Linked DNA regions of Columba livia: all the other regions are linked to region 2. The links are chromatin contacts, called in public Hi-C maps. All regions are on one chromosome and are shown on one strand. Each heading gives the region's core, a stretch centred on a gene start, on an enhancer-like site or on the middle of the called end of the contact. The rest is flanking DNA. Distances are from core to core; before and after follow the strand shown.

What was found. A called contact is a pair of places that touch in the nucleus more often than the background predicts.
Region 1: a Hi-C map of liver shows a contact between it and region 2, with 2.9 times the contacts expected there. The contact joins the promoter of B9D1 here to the promoter of TEKT4 in region 2. A contact is called at or near these places in 2 of 2 Hi-C or Micro-C datasets (crop and liver).
Region 3: a Hi-C map of crop shows a contact between it and region 2, with 3 times the contacts expected there. The contact joins the promoter of GRAP here to the promoter of TEKT4 in region 2. A contact is called at or near these places in 2 of 2 Hi-C or Micro-C datasets (crop and liver).

Annotation. Positions count from the first base shown.
Region 1 is chr15:12,652,852-12,656,381 of bColLiv1.pat.W.v2, reverse strand. It overlaps B9D1 (B9 domain containing 1), which reads right to left and starts at 2,218. Exons shown (of 7, transcript XM_065031314.1): 1 at 1,992-2,218; 2 at 881-949; 3 at 669-780; 4 at 503-599; 5 at 1-32. The coding sequence starts at 2,132.
Region 2 is chr15:12,300,478-12,303,904 of bColLiv1.pat.W.v2, reverse strand. TEKT4 (tektin 4) reads left to right here and starts at 1,326. Exons shown (of 6, transcript XM_005504456.3): 1 at 1,326-1,945. The coding sequence starts at 1,412. LOC135575512 (a long non-coding RNA gene) reads right to left here and starts at 1,139. Exons shown (of 3, transcript XR_010466384.1): 1 at 1-1,139.
Region 3 is chr15:12,724,165-12,728,063 of bColLiv1.pat.W.v2, reverse strand. It overlaps GRAP (GRB2 related adaptor protein), which reads right to left and starts at 1,890. Exons shown (of 5, transcript XM_005504461.4): 1 at 1,508-1,890; 2 at 252-349. The coding sequence starts at 1,585.

The sequences.
Region 1 (3,530 bases), core at 969-3,468, 350 kb before region 2:
CTGGAACAAACATGGCAATGGTTCTTGTGTGCCTAAAACAAACACAAGATGCAGAGAACTTAAGAAACAACCCAAACAGCACTGGCAATACTTTTTATATTTAAAAAGGTATCAGAATTTCAAATACATCAGACCACTGAACATCTCAAAATATAACACCTCACTTTCCACTAAGAAAGGGTTTGTTTGCATAGGAGGAGTGTATCTTCCTGCACTTGCAGTAGTGGGAATGAAAGCTTAGCACGTGCTGAGAGCAATGGGGGAGAGGTAACGTACTGTGCTTCACACCTGGGCTTTCTACGTGCCCTTTTTGACTTCACAGTTGTCTACAGGATTATTGAAAAGTATTTAATAACCAGGGGCTGCTGCTAAAAATCTGGGTTATTTGTACCAAATAGATAAGACATGATACGGAGATACAGGAGCATTTTTGTTTCTGAAACAACATAGTAACTGCAAAAAAAAAGTCTCAGTTTCAATCCTGGCCAGGTTGTCGCCTCACCTGCCGGGTGTGAAGGGAACGTGAACAGCTCCATAACCTCTGACCACATCATTCCCGAAGAAGTCCGGTCCGTAGACGCTCACCACGATCTGCGGCCCTGCAAACGAAGCGGGTGTGAGAGAGATGCCCGGTGTGCGTGCTGGATCCCACCTCCCCCAGCACTCACAGCCCGAGGGGTTGGTGCTCTTGAAGGTGATGTCGATGGGGAAGTTCCAGACGAGTGTGGTGGGCGAGACGTCGCTCGTGGAGGTGATCTGCGAGATTCCCTCCTCCAGGCCCTGCGGGGAAAGGGGGCACAAGCCAGGGGCTGCGCTGAGCCCGTGCACACACACTGCCAGAGGGTCTGGCTGGTTTCAGGGGTGTACGACAGGGTCTTACCGCTGTGGGGACCCAGTCCTGGCCGTAGACGAAGCAGAACTTGCAGTAGAGGTCGTCATATCCAGGGAACTGTGGGAGAGAAACAAAGAAATAAACTTAACAGCAGAGTCAATTCTACTGTTAAGCAGCATTCTTTATTTTATCAGTGCTTGGGATCATCCATCGTAAGTGCTCCAAAGGCTGGATGCTCTTGTGCTGTTTATATTCACATAGTTACTACATATGCATTACAATATTTGAAAAATTTGACGTACATTTTAATAAGAAATAATTTATTAATTTAGTTGTAACTGTTTAGTTAAATACTTACAAAACACCTATTAATTATTAGTTAAATATAAACTAGGCACTCTGCTTCTAAACTATGTTTTACTTAACCTTCTGTCTCCCTCTTGTCATGCAGAAGGATCTAAAACTTGAAAAATATCCCCTCATTTTGCAGGTGGTCAGAAAGCTTTTATCATGTCAAGTGGTTAACGATAGGTATATCTTTTGCAACTTAACCACAGTATACATTAATTTAGCAGCTTCTCTTCAAGAGGGGATGCGCTGGTGGGAGCTGGTGAGGGGCTGGAGCACAAGTGTGATGGAGCGGCTGAGGGACCTGGGGGGTTCAGCTGGAGAACAGGAGCTGAGGGGAGACCTTCTGATCTCTGAACTGCCTGAAAGGAGCTTGGAGCCAGGGGGGTCGGGCTCTGCTCCCTGGAAACAAGCACCAGAACCAGAGGAAATGGCCTCAAGTTGCGCCAGGGGAGGCTGAGGTTGGATCTGGGGAACAATTTCTTCCCCAAAGGGCTGTCGGGCATTGGAACAGGCTGCCCAGGGCAGTGCTGGAGTCACCATCCCTGGAGGGTTGGACAGACGGAGATGAGGTTCTCAGGGACATGGGGCAGTGCCAGGGGTGGGGTAACGGTTGGACTCGATGATCTCCCAACCAAAACGATTCGATGATTCCCGCCGGGACCGGGCTCTGTGAGAGAACCGAGGCCCGGGGCAAGGCCACGCTACAGGGCCCGCGCCGCTGAGGCCCCGGCCGGGCTGTGTCCCGGGGTACCGCCCTCCCCGCTCCTCCGGGGGCCCGCGGGCCGCCCTCCCGCCCCGCCGCGCTCACCTGCCCGCTCTCGATCTGCCCGTTCACCGCCAGTAGGAAGACGCTGGGGCTGCCGGCGGCCGCCATGGCGGGGCCGCGCTGCTGCGAGGGGGCCGCGCTCGGCCGTTGCCATGGATACGGACGGGGCGGCGGCCGGGACATAATTCCTGGGCCGGCGGCGCTTCGCGGAGCGCCCGCCCTAAGGGGCTTCCCAAACGCGGGCGGACACCCCCGGGACCAGCCGTAACCCCCTCCCCTGCGCCCCTCACCGCGACCCCACAGCCCTCTCACTACCATGGCCGCCCCACTAGGACACCTATGGCCACTCTCCCCATTTATTCTTCATACTGAAGAGAAGCTGCTAAATTAATGTCTGCTGTGATTAAGTTCCGAAAGACACACCCATCATTAGCCAATTGACATGATAAATCCTTCCTGACCACCTGCAAAACGAGGGGATGTTTTTCAAGTTTTAGATCATTCTGCATGACAAGAGGGGGACAGAAGATTAAATAAAACACTGTTTAGAAGCAGAGTGCTCAGTTTATATTGAACTAATAATTAACAGATGTTTTGTAAGAAATTAAACAGTTATAACTAAATTAAGAAATTATTTCTTAGTATAGGGATGTATGTCAAAATTTTCAAATATTGTAATGCATATGTAATAATTATGTGAATATAAGCAATGAAGAGCATCCAGCCTTTGGAGCACTTACAGGGGATGATCCCCAGTGCTCGTAAAATAATGTTGCTTAACAGTAGAACTGACTCTGCTGTTAAGTCTATTTTTTTGTTTCATACCACCTCATATTTTAACCTTTCGATATATATATATATATATATATGCATGTATGTATATATATATATATAATATTAGCCTGTATAGACCGCAATGAGCTCTTTTTAAAGCACAGCCAGGGTCTGGCGCCTCCTCCGCGCCTTGGCCACTAGATGTTGCTGCCGGCCGGGCTGAAGCGGCTCCATCGCTCCATCACCATGGGCTGTTTTCCAGGGAAATAAGCCACTCGGGATCGGGGAAAATGGGGCATCTTGTGGTTTCTGGGGGGTTGCCAGGGTGCTGTGAGCAGAGGGAGAGGCTGGCGGGGTCATTAGTGCCCCAGGTGATGATTCCCCTGGGCGCACATTGTTTCTCGTTAAGTCTGGATGTGGCCACATGTATGGTGGGAAGGTAAATGGGATGGCGTTGGCTTAATTAGCCTGCTCTAATTAAAAGGAGGGGGTGAGTTTTGTGAAACGGAGGAATTACAGCAGAGTCAATTATACTGTTAAGTGATATTCTTTATTTTATCAGCACTGGGGATCATCCTCCGTAAGTGCTCCATAGACTGCATGCTCTTGTGTTGCTTATATTCACATAATTATTATACATGCATTACAATTTTTGAAAATTTTGACATATATCTACACTAAGAAATAATTTTTAAATTTAGTTACAACTGTTTTGTTTCTTACTTACTATACACCTGTTAATTATTAGTTAAATACAAACTAAACACTCTGCTTCTAAACAGTGTTTTATTTAACCTTCTGTCTCCT
Region 2 (3,427 bases), core at 77-2,576:
CTTTTGCTGGGCACATGCTGCCAACGGTGGCCCAGGGCCGGCGGGCAGCAGCTGCAGCCCACGCACAACGCATCTTCCACATGCAGCCTCTCAGGCAGGGTCAGGCACTTGATCTTCCTACAGAGAGCAAGACCCCATTGGAAAAACGGCCATTGACTTTCTGTGGGTTTAGAGCAAACTCTCAGAAAGCAAAGCGTCTTCTGCAGAAGTTTGCACAGCCCAGACAGGGTGGTGTGTGTGTCAGCGCTGTGCACACCTTGGTGCAGCTCAGGCACCGCTCCCTTTGACACCCAAAGAGCCGATGAGCTGGGATGACACTGGGCAGGCTGCGGTGCATGTGGCTCCTACTTCCTTTTTATTTTCTAAATCAAAATGACATCGAAGACAGAAGATCTGTTCAAGTGCAATGACGAGAGTGCCCTCTATTGTCGCCATGCTTCCAGCACCTTCCATCCTTCCTCCGAGGGCTGAGAAGAGGCGCCTCTGCCTCCCAGCCTCTCCTTTTGTTTCCTTTCCTTGTTACACGGGGATGACAACCCCAAAAAATTCCATGTAATTCAAGCATAAGCCGTGTTCCCCCAGATGAAAGTTAAACAGGGGATGCCACAGCAGCTGGATTTCACATGTGTCCCCTCCACGACAAGTCATGAGTCACAGCAATTGTCTTTAAGAATGGACAATGGGTGGAAAAATCGAATGAGGTGCAAAAACGTATTAAATTGAATGGCTTAAACGCAGCAGAGGCCACAGGCCTTGCACTGGGCCCTGGGGCCTCCCACTACCCAAGGGGTTTGCTGGGCCTGGTGGCTCGCAGGGCCCTCCGTCACCTCCACGGTCGCTGGGCAGGAATGGGGCTCAAATCCTGTCAGGATCCTCTCGTGTTTCCAAACGAACAGGAGGAAGCACCACTGCACACACACGGCGGCTGGAAAAGGGCAGTTCCTCCGCACAAAGGGGCCAGAACGCGATGTGAACACTTCAACGCATCTTTGTTCGGGCCACACGCACGTAGGAATTACAAACGTTACATCGTGCAGCAAGTCCTGCCTCAGGAAACCCGCCCGTCCCGGGCCCGAGGGCGGCGGCGGCTCCCGCCCCGTGGCGGCCATGACACCACCCGCGTCCCCGGCTCCTTCCCAATTGGGTGTCCCCGTCGCCATGGCAACAAGCAGCTTGGAAGCGGGTGCAGGCATCCGGCTTCCCCTATCCAACGAGCTCTCGAAGCGGATCCGCGCTCTGATTGGTGCTTATCGCTGTGAGGTAACGAGGGGCGGGCTGTTCCGCCTCGGGTTTCCCTTCGCAGTGGGGGACCCGCCTCCTCATTGGCTGCTGCTGTTGCCCCGGCGACGGAAGGACGCGGCGCGGCCTAAGGGGACGCAGGGCAAGCCCTGCGGGAGGCCCCGCCGCCGGCATGGCGCAGCCCGGGGTCCTCATGACCAAGGAGCCGGCGCCGCAGTCGGTACCGGCCTCCGACCTGCCCATGAAGTTGTCCGAGGTGGCCCTAAACACAGGCGCCTACTCCTCCAGTGGTCTGGCCACTGCAGGCTTCCGCACCGCCAAGTACCTTCCCGGCGAGTGGCACCAGAGTAACTATGACATGTACCACAAGGCCTTCGCTGGCTGCAAGCAGGGGGAGCACGACCGGGCCGAGGCCAAGGACCTGGCCGAGTACACTGCCCAGCGTGCCCAGTGTGCCCAGCAGGACTCCACGACCGCCCTGGGCCACCGCCTGCAAAACACACACTTCTGGAAGTCTGAGCTCCAGAAGGAGATTGAGGACCTCGATGCTGAAACCAACCTGCTGGCAGCCCAGAAACTGCGGCTGGAAAGAGCGCTGGATGCCACCGAAGTGCCCCATGCCATTGCCACTGATAACCTGCAGTGTCGGGAGAGGAGGCAACCCCCAGACCTGGTCAATGATGAGGTGGAGAGAGAGTTGCTGAAGGTGAGCAGGACATTGGGATCACAGAATCACAGTGGCTGGGGTTGGAAGGGACCTCTGGAGATCACCCAATCCAACGTACCTGCTAAAGCAGGGTCGCCAGAGCAGGTCACACAGGAATGTGTCCAGGCGGGTTTTGAATGTCTCCAGAGGAGACTCCACAGCCTCTCTGGGCGGCCTGTTTCTGGCCTCTAAATGAGTGAGCAGCTTGGTCAGCAGGTGATAACTGAAGCTCATGAAGGAATGTTCTGGCCTAATGCCCCTTCCTGGCAGCCTGGACTCTCTCTGTCACTCTTAGGTTTAAGAAGGATTGTTTAAAATCCTTCTTCTGTGTAAAAACTGTTTAAAATCATGTGAGTGTGACTGGAGGAGACTAGATCCTCTCTTTTAGACCAGATCCAAACAAAATGACAACAGAGGTTTCCTGAACTAAGGTGGGCATCCTATTCTGTCATTAAACAGCTCCTAGCCTCCAGTTGGATTGAAGTCCCCTCATCTCTGCAGGTTACACTTTAAAAATGCAGTACATGAGCAAACTGTTCAGGACCAGTAAAGTGCTCCTTGCCCATTTCCATGCTCAGGCTGTCCAAATGTCACAGTTTCTGCCATTGCCTTTGACTGCTGAGTCTGATGCCGTAGTCTTGCCAAGGTTCATTACAAGGTGATGATCTAACGCTGAACTACGGTGTCTCAACACAAACCGTCACTTTAAACGTTCTGCAGGACAGCAGCACAGATGTCCCCAAACTGTACAATGTAGTTGGGTGACACAGACAGGTGGTGTTTCTGACAGGCTGGTTCCAACAAACCTGAGACTCTCCTGAGATTTGCTTGATCCTTTTCCTCCCGTAGAGGACTCTTTGCTCCAGCGGACACTTTGTTATCTGTTGCTGAGATCCAGCACTGCATGTGGGCTGCCTTCAAAGCTGATGTAATTATTGTGGCTGCACATGTTACAGAGAACAAATTCTTGGTCATTTTTCATTCTGGAATGATACATATTCTAGTGTCCCACAAACAGATTAATGATTATTTGCCTGCAGAATCCAATATACTGTGCAAGTTGATTCATGATGAGCTACTGATTAAACCAGATGATTAATATTTGTTGTTAGAAAAATATTGAAGAGACCTACAGAGTTGATGGCATGATAGTACTTAGCAATATTTTAATGGGAATTGTATACAGTTGGTGAATTGCAATCAATACTGAAGAGGTTGTTGTAGTGAAAAACATAAATGTGAGAGGTGGTATATAGGATATTTCAGTGTGTGAATTGTTACAAGATTCAGATTACAGAAAAAAAAATTCACCAGCTGCTGATGTTTTAGAGAAGTCTGTGAAAAGCAAGATTTATCCCAAAAAAAACATTTTCTGGCAGGATTTCTCTCCTGTATTTCTTTCCTCCTGATATCAGATAATAGTTTGTTCATTGCTCAGAAGTCCATCTGCTGCTGCTGCTAATTCTTCACCTGAAATTGTGA
Region 3 (3,899 bases), core at 641-3,140, 420 kb before region 2:
CATGGGCACGTTGCTGCCTCCTGTCTCCCCTGTCAGTGTTGGCAATGGCAGAGTGACCCAACAGGCAGACCCCATGGCTCTGTGACTCGGTTTCCCCACATGTGGGAACTACCCTGGCTTGTGGCAGACCTTTGGGCACTGGGACACACCATTGGGATTGCTGCCTGGGTGGTGGGAGAGGGCATCCTGGTGCCAGTGGGTGCTACCAGAGTGGGGCTGCGAATCCCCCATCCCCATGGGATGGCACTTACGGGTGTGGCTTGACCTTGATGTAATTTTTGGGGATGAAGCCCTCGCGGCCATACAGCTCAGCCTTGTACCAGTTCTGGTCATCTTCCATGTTGAGGATCTAAGGCAGGAGAGGAGCAGGGAGGTGTCAGCCCAGCCACTGTCCCCATGGGAGAGTGGACAAGCGGGATCCCCACCGCTGCCCCAGACCCCACGTTCCCCACTGAAACCTGGGGAAAAGTGGGCTTTGACAAAGGTGACGTGGTTTTGGGGGGACCTGTACAGAGCTTGGCTCACGGTTGGTCTGGCTCACCATGGTTTCTGGGGAGTGCCCAGCGGTGCCCCAAACCCCTGGCCAGAGAAGGGGGTAAAATCTGTCACTGGAGGAACTGGGGTGGCAGCCAGCCCCCTGTGTCCCCCCGGGGTGGTGACAGCTGGGTTCTGCATGGGAGGACATGCCCCATTGCGAGCAAGGGGTGCTGACACCCGCTTCCGCGTGGCACTGTTTTCCAGCCTCCCCCGCAGGGGCCCGGCACAGCTGTGCAAACAGGATCTGAAACCCCGCGGCACAGCACCGCGGAAAACACGCCGGGGAGGCAGGGACAGGCACGATAGCAGGTTTGGGGCCCTGAGTTACAGCCAGGCTGTGTCCTTGGCCTCCCCGGGGCTGGGTTCATCTGCGGGGGGCTCCTGGGTGCTCGGGGTCCAGGAGGAGCTACCAGCATCTCGGCATCAGCCCTGCAGGGAAGGACGAGTAGCCAGGCAGAGTGGCAGGGAGCGGGTGCCCTTGTCCCAACCGCAGGGCCACAGTGCCCTGGGGGTGTGTTGAGGGATGTTTTGAGCCCCCTTGAAGCTCTTTGGGATGCTAGGTTGGCATCTGAGAGCCCGTCCCAATGCCAGCACCTGGGTGGGCACATGGTCCCTGCAGCCCCCCAGTGCCGCTGAGGGGCAAGGAAAACATGTCCCAGCCCTCGGGGGCTGCCACAGGGCACAGCTGGTGGCACCAATGGCCAGGGAGGCCACGTGCCTTGTCCCAGGTGGGACTTCTTCAGAGGTGTGGTTGGTGGCACAGACAAGTGGTGCCCACCACTGCTGGGGGTGCTGCTCCACACCCCGAAAACCTCAGGGATGGCTCCTTAAACCACACAGAAAGCCCCAAAGAGGCAACAAAGCCACATGCGATGAAGGCGCCAGTGTCACCCCATTCCATGTGCCCGCTCTGTCCCCCAAATCAGCAGCACCCACCCCCCATGGCTCGTGACCCCTCTGCTCCCCATACCTTTAGGGTGTCCCCTTTCTGAAAGGGCAGCTCGTCTTTCTCCGTCGCCTGGAAGTTGTACAGAGCCACCGACTCCATGGCGCCGGCTGTCACTGGGCGGTGGTTAGGGTCCCAGGGGGGCCACCGTGCCAGGGTGGGGGACTGCCTGGGGCTTGCTGCCCCGCAGTGTGGGGCTGTGGGGTACGGGATGAGCGCAGCGTGGTGGTGACGGTGGCAGGAAGCCGTGCTGATGTCAGTGCTGCCGGGACGAAACGGTGAGCACCACACGATCGGGCACAGCTTCCCAGATGTGCTGGGAGGTGGGAGGGGGAGCTGCGTTAGCCCACCCAGATGCGAGGGGCTCCAACTGTAAAAGGACCCCAAAGTGTTGGCTGGGGTGGGACATGGGCAGCGGTGTTGGGCAGCTGTGGGGTTTTGAGAGGAAAGAGGATGGTGATGGGCTGGTTGAGGATGTGGGCAAAGCCTGAAGAGCACGGCTCATGGGCCGGGAGTGCTGATGGGGACTCTGAGGGTTTGTAAGGGCTGAGCTGCCAGCACAGCCTTTGAAAGGTGGCTCGGTGGGAATAGTTGTTTTCGCAGAAAAAAGATTATGGAGGGTGGGATGGGCAGAGGCACAGAGGGGCAGGGTGGAGGCAAACACCTGCTTGACAGGACGAGGGGTGATGGTTTTAAACTAAAGGGGAGGGGAGATTCAGGCCAGACATGAGGAAGGAATTCTGTACACTGAGGTGGTGAGAACCTGGCCCAGGTTGGCCAGAGAGGTGGTGGATGAACCATCCCTGGAGACATCCCGGGCAAGGCTGGATGGGGCTCTGAGCAACCTGAGCTGGTGAAGATGTCCCTGCTCATGGCAGGGGGGGCACTGGGGGAGCTTTGAAGGTCCCTTCAACCCAAACTATTCTATGATTCTACAGTTCTTTGGAAATTGGACCAAACCCATGTGCCAGGTCCCACGTCTGAACAGCGAAGTTTCAGTACAGTTGTTTTTGGCTTTCTGGATTGTGGCCTTTGGGAGCTGATGTTTTCCAACTTGGTTTTGTAGGGCTAGGGGGAAAAAAAATCCCTTTTAGACTTCCTGCACCTCTCATGGGCATCCAGCACTGAGTCCACAGGGCTCACATGCGGGGTGTCATTCCCAATGGGGAAGTCTGCGATGCTGCGCAGGGCCTCTGGGGGACACCGGCTTGGTGATTCGCCTCCTTCAAACCTTAACTCACTTCCCAAGTGCATCTGAAAAGCAAACATCATATAACACCCACCTGAAGCCTTTTTTGGGGACTTGGTACCTTTGGGAAGTGGAGAGGGATGTGTAGGGTGGCCCTGGGTGTCCCCTGACCCAGTGAGGCCCTGGTCCCCGACAGTTATCCCCAGCAGGTCCCAGGGGAAGTGGAAATTCTGGGAATGCTGGGGATGGCAGGAGAGGCCGTGGGAAGAGGCTCGGTATGCACACGCTTGTCACGAGGAGGACGGGACTCAGTGGATCTCCACAGTTCAGTGAGACCCAGGGGATGGGACTGAGGCAGGAAGACACTATCTTGGGATGAGCATCCTCTGTAGCCCTGGAGAGACATGGAACTGGGTGTTCCCTGGAGAAACTGGCCCCAGCAGAGCTGCTGCTCCAACTCTGCTGCTGGCCAAGGGCCTGATCCTGTCCTAGTATCTACCAGCACAAATTGGATGATGCTGAGCCCTGGAGCCATGCACGGTGTCAAGCTGCCCTGTGTGCAGAGGAGCGGGGCACAGCACAGTGGGTGACAGAGGGGTCCCAAAGACTTGGCGCAGTGGCCAGATTGAGGACCGGAGCAGGATTGGGTCCTGCCAGCAGGTGGCAGCAGCGTCCAGGGGGACACTGAGGACACTGGGGACAGTGCCACATGTCCCTGCTCTAATGCTCTAAAGAAGCCGGCAGCCCCTTTGGCATCCTTGTTCAGCCACCTCCCGCATCACATCTTGTTCCTTGTCCTCCCTTCCCTTGCCTGGCTCCTGCCTGCTGTCCCTGCCCAGGGGCTGGGTCTCTTCTGCTTCATCCCCTGGGATAATCCTTCCATCTGCTCACGAGCAACCCCAAATCTGCCCCATCCCACACTCAGGGGAGCCCCCAGAAGCAGAAGGGTCCCCCGTGGTGCCCGGCTGACAGCCATGGGGCTGTGCTGCAGAGCTCTGCAAGGCTCAGCCTGAAAGCCAAGGACTGACTAACCACCAGCCTGAGACATCCAAGACGCATCAAAACAAGTTTGTTTTTTAATTCTTTTTCCTCTTATCTTCCCTCTTGTGCCTTGTCAAGTAGCCATATTTCATACAGCTCATGCTGTACCGGAGCAGGGAAGAGCCTGTCCCCACAGTGCCAGCAATGAGCGGTGGGTGCAGAGCCAGTGCCTGGTGTGGTACAATC